Regions from separate parts of the Zea mays genome. Here region 1 is linked to region 2. Evidence: chromatin contacts called from public Hi-C data. All regions are on one chromosome and are shown on one strand. Each heading gives the region's core, a stretch centred on a gene start, on an enhancer-like site or on the middle of the called end of the contact. The rest is flanking DNA. Distances are from core to core; before and after follow the strand shown.

Region 1 (2,847 bases), core at 115-2,614, 120 kb after region 2:
TGTCGTAGCATGAGCAAGGCTAATTGGTTAGCATGGTGCATGGCATTTGTTTGACGCAGCATGTCGGGCATGTCTGGCTGATGAGTTTATTACTCAGCATATTTCGCATATATCTACGGCTAGATTACGCTACGTTACCGAACGCCCGAGTAAACATATACATAGCACCTAAGCGAAGTTAAACAAAAAGGAAAATATAAGCAATGATATGATCAACCCACTAGCAGGTCCAATGTTTCTCTGGCGCGAAACGAGGAGACAGGACACATCACGCATTGAAGGCCATGTGAGCCCCCCGCATAGTTTATTATCCCGTCATGGATCTCGCAGACTGGTTGATTGATTACGATCGAGTGATTAGCCCGGCTCCTCCCGCGGGGCGGTTGGCTAACAGCAAGGTTAGCTGAATGCACCCAGGTCGGTGCGGTGCTGTGCGGGTTGGCGTCGGAGTCCGCCAATAGTTTTTTTTTTTGTGTGTGTGTGTTGTTCATGCCGGGACTTGCAATCCGAGAGCAGTTTACTGGCATGACGCATGCGCGCTCCCACAGTCGGTGACGTTGATTGTGTTTCAAATGGTCTGGCTGGTGTCTGTAGTTTCTCTCGTGCTGTTTTGTTTATAGCTGAACGAGTTTTTTTTAAAAAAATCCGGTAGCAGTGCAAAAGTCCAAGCCATGAGACAAAAGTATCCGCCTTTTATTTTTCACCCTCGGTAGCCGCGGAAGTATTGGGACTTGGGAGCTTTGGTACTACGTACTACAATACAATATATACTTCTTCTTCGCGTAATATACTATACGTACAATACACTGTACTGCTGAGGGGGAGGCGATCGCATCTCTCAACTGACGAATCGAGGCAGCAGCTGGCGTGGCGGCCCGGCCTGGTTTGTGCTGTGCTGTGCTGTGCTGTGCTGACGGCAGCGCGGGGGGCAAGAAAATCATTTTGACGTGGTTGCTTCGTGCTCATGGAAACATCTGCATCAGTTGTCGGTACTATGTTTAGTCCGTCACCTGCCAGCGAGTTAACAACACCTACCTAGCTATATGCCTATATAGCCCGTTGCTGCTTCGGTGACGGGTTGCGGGGCCCGCATAAACAACTGCGACTAGTATACAGTACGATGGTGGTAAGTGTAGTACAGAACTGTACAAAGACACTACATATATATTTGTGGTGGATTTTTTAGTGTTTTTTCTTCCCACAGGCGGCAGTGTTGTGAAAGCCCCGTGAACATCATCACTTTTCACAATGCAAGGCCCAGTGAAGCGTGGCCCAGCAAAACGCATGCCTATCCCAGTGGACTCCACAAGGCCCAAATATACATGCCAAATCCGCTTCCAGTTTTCTCCCCCACTGGATACAGCACACGAGGCCCGAACAAAGCCCACCCAGCTTCCTTCTGTCTCCACCGCCGCCGACGACGAGCCGCGCAACCCAACTCACCGCACGACGACTCGCACTGATCGGAGAGCCAGCGAGCGAGCGAGCGAGATGGCCGGGAGGTTAACCGCAGCAGGGTTCCGCGTCCTTGGCGGCGGCGGCGCACGCGCCGCGGCCGCGGCCGCTGCCCTCCGGCACCGCGCCGGCATGGGCCTCCCCGTCGGCCGCCACATCGTCCCAGACAAACCCGTAAGTCTCCCGCACCCCGAGTCCAGATCCAAATCCGACCCTCGCTCGTGCGTCCTCTCCTCATCTGCGCGCCAGTGAGTTGCCGTCTCAAACCGATTGGATTCTGGGGATTTTTTCTGTTTTGGGTCGCAGCTGCCCGTGAACGACGAGCTGGTGTGGGACAACGGCACGCCCTTCCCGGAGCCCTGCATCGACCGCCTTGCCCCGCACATCGGCAAGGTATTACGGGACCTGATCAAACACGTCGTGCGTTGCGGCGTCATATGCGTCTGGACTGTTTCTGATTTGGCTGTTTCATTGGTTCTGTGTGTTTGCTGCTCGATAGTACGAGGCGTTGGCGTGGCTGTGCGGAGGGCTGGGGTTCTTCGCTGCCCTCGGTGTGGCTGCGGTGGTGAACGATAAGGCCTCCAAGATACCATATGTGAGTGTGCATTGCTAACCGTTGTTTCCCTGATTGCATTTCGATCTTCCAGTGTTTGTTGTGCTATAGATATCCCTCCACCTACTATAACTAGGGAAAATATCCTATGCAATCACTTATCCTGGTGCAAGCATGCAATCAAGCGATCTGGTGCATCCGATCTAGATCTAATGGTAACTGTTATTTTACATTTAACCCCTTCCACCTGAAACCTAGTGTCTATTTTACATTTAACCACTTCCATATGAAACCGTTGGATCTAGACTGGATGCTCTGGATAGTTTGATTGCACGCTTGCACAAAAATGAGTGATTGCACATGATATGTCCTCCTATAACTATGTTTCTTATGATTTTTTTTAAAAAACTAGCTTCCGTGGGTTATTCGTAAGTCACTATAAGATAGTATATTACTTCAAAAGTTTTTATCAGACGAAATGATATTATATCATGGTTCTCACGGCACCATAGCGAGGCGAGTAGCCAGCCAGGCGCCTCTGCCTAGGCGTCCTGTCCAGCAGCAGCTAGCAAATATGCAAGTATGCAAATGCAACATATATGAATACATGACATCAAATAATAGCAAATAAAATATACTTCCATTTTGCAACAAGTAGCAAGCAGCTATATAAGTCCACCAAATACATGGTAAAGTGAATAACTGATAAAGTTTAAAGTGGTAGCTAATAAATATGTGCATATGGCATACTGCCCTAAGTCCCAGAAGGGCTAAAGCCTTAGGCCTAATGTCCTAACCAATATCTGGCCAAAATCCATACTTCCAAGTTCCAACCAGGA
Region 2 (2,700 bases), core at 14-2,513:
AAGCGGGTTTGACGGGCTTTGAGGTAAACGAGTCATGCTGGGCTAGCCCGTCGTGCTTATTTTCCTGTTTGGGTTCGGCCCGCTTATTCTTGCCGGGCCGGCCTGGGCCCGTATAAAAGTGGCCCGGACCAGGCTCGTACCAGACCAAAAAAACGTGCTTCGGGTCACTCTTTCGTGCTTCGTGCTGTCTGCACATCTATAATCTAGACTTCGGTCGAAGAAAAACGACATTTCAAACATAAATTGGCTACAGAAGATTAGATTTAACGGTGTGTTTGATTCAGTTTTATGAGTTAGGCCCGTTTAAAAAAATTTGGAATCTCAACCAAACAAGTACAACAGCAAAATTGATTCATGAAAATCTATAGTTTTCTCTAATTTAATTTAGAACTAATTCTACTATAGATTTTCCATATTCCTGACATCCATATTACAAGCTATCATGTTCTTATAAAATCTATAATTAATAGTTATTTAACTAAGCAAATTTCAGTTTTTTTTCATAATTGTCAGTTCACAACAACTTTCTCACAGCTAGAATCGGATTTTCAGGAATTTATTGCTAAACCAAACAAACCCTAATTTTTTAGGTAATTTGTTACACTACTTCGTATGTAAACTCTGTGATTTAAGTTTTTTTTTATATATACCATAAAACAAGCTTCTATATGGTAGCGGTTTAGTTTAGCCTCTTTCAAAAAATAAAAATTATGGCTTCGTCTCTGCTCCCATCAAGTCTAGCACAAAAGAAAAGATGACACTCTATCCATCCACCATTCAGAATTCCTCGTGTCGCGCGCGTTACAGAGCCAAACTTTGGTTTTCGAAGTTGTTGACGAACGAGCAAAAGTTTTGCTGGGTCACGGTAGTTCCGCATTCAGCGACCATAACCATGCATGCAGTAGAGGCATGAAGCATCCTCCGGAACAAGCTTGACCTCCCTGCCGGCGCGGATCTTTCATGCTCCTCCTGGCCTGGTTCGGTGCCTCTGTCACGTTGCACGTCCCCGAACGTCCAGTCCATCCTAGTTCTTCTAGCTGTCCATCCTAGTCCGCCACGACCGCCCTGGCGCACGGCTCCCGTCGCACCAGGTGGCCGCTGCGCCGGAGCGCGCGGGGCAGCGTCCACGTCCAGTCGTAAGTCGTTCACCTCTTTACCTCTAGCAGTAGTAAGCTACAAGAACCTGAACCAGATTCTTTGGTTTGGTTGGGTGGAACGTGTTGCTTGGAGCTTCCCTCTTTTTAGGCCAACCAACGCACGAGCTGGCCATAGTTTTCCACAAACTCTGGCGTAGGTATACTGGGCCGACGCCATTTGATTGAGCACACTAAAAGATAAAGCAGCCCGATTATCATTTTTTTTCTCTAGCAAAATGGGCCGAACTCGGTGGACCTGCTGGTAAAGTACATTAATGTTGCTTTAAACCGTGTCTGACAGCTTATCATATCGTTACTCAAAACATTGTTTTACGCTGTATATTGCACTGTTTGTAAAGTGAAATTTAAATGTAGAGATGAGGATGGGTAAACTGTTGATAGATGATCTTATAGAGTGCCATGAAGTTTTAAGACAGTTTCATAGACAACATATATAATGCTTGTTCTTTATGTCATCTCATAGTAACTCATAATTCTTTAATTTATGTATATAATGCTTGTCCTTTATGTCATCTCATATATAAGCACCAGTTTTTTGTTTCCACAATTGTTACTTTAAAAAAATCCTTATACTTCTTTCTAATCTAACCTAGGTCTAATTCTCTACTATATAAAACACAAGTTTCTACTGTCATCCCTTTTTGCAAAAAAAAATCCTTATACTTCTTTCTAATCTAATCCAGATCTAATTCTCTACTATATAAAGCACAAGTTTCCATGGTCGTCGTGCGTCACTCACTCACTCTTCCCACTCTAAGCAAAAAAGGTAAAATTGTGCACAACACAGGTGGAGGTTCAAACCATGATTCTTGGCTCTATATTCACACCCACATAACCAACATAACCCATATGTTTTATGCTTTATTAAAACAAAGCATATACATGTGATATATAGAACCGTAGTAATACACAGGTATCTGACTGGTGAAAATAAAGTTGTGAGTTGCACGACAACAATGCCTCGTAGTTGTTTCAGAAAAATGACCTCTTCCTGTCTCTCCTCTCTCTTTCTTCCACATAAAAAAACTATGTCACATTGCATGGCACAGAGTAGGAGACCATTTAAATGTAGCAATGTACATAACCTAATAGCATATCCAACTGTTTGTTAAACATACTCTCAATCTTGTAAACTAACTTCGTTCCGTCCAGCAACTACTTATCACAACTATAGATAGACAATAGATTGGATGAAAAATTTGGCTAGTAAGTGCTTATCGCTTCATGTCTGTAGAACTATATATTGTAATATATATTTCACAATCATCAAAAGAAGAAGACGCTAGTTCACTAAACCCTACATATGCTTGTCGTCTCCTCGGCGCATAGCCACCCCTTCTTTAAGGGGTTTTCAAGGTAAGTGCTATGTTGCTCTGATGTGGTTTTTGGTAGATCATGTCAGGGCAAACACGATTTCTCCATCATACTCTGGTAGATCTTGTACTAAGCGTTGTTGTTAGCAAGATCTACTAGTTATCATGTGTAGTTTCAATGTATCTTTGCCTTTAAGCTTCATATTATTAGATTGATTTACACAGCTAAA

Evidence for each region. A called contact is a pair of places that touch in the nucleus more often than the background predicts.
Region 1: a contact with region 2 is called in a Hi-C map of ear, with 2.2 times the contacts expected there. The contact joins the promoter of LOC100274725 here to the enhancer-like site in region 2. A contact is called at or near these places in 2 of 25 Hi-C or Micro-C datasets (ear and tassel).

What each region holds. Positions count from the first base shown.
Region 1 is chr1:89,660,258-89,663,104 of Zm-B73-REFERENCE-NAM-5.0, forward strand. LOC100274725 (NADH dehydrogenase [ubiquinone] 1 beta subcomplex subunit 8 mitochondrial) reads left to right here and starts at 1,365. Exons shown (of 4, transcript NM_001149025.1): 1 at 1,365-1,629; 2 at 1,762-1,848; 3 at 1,955-2,050. The coding sequence starts at 1,492.
Region 2 is chr1:89,535,953-89,538,652 of Zm-B73-REFERENCE-NAM-5.0, forward strand. No RefSeq gene overlaps it. Among protein-coding and RNA genes, the nearest start is that of LOC100281186, 34 kb to the left of the region's middle. Within about 2 kb of position 1,264, at least 17 of the 20 cell types and tissues checked have an H3K27ac peak or open chromatin away from gene starts, as enhancers often do. A contact at or near this core is called in ear and tassel, where this site is marked.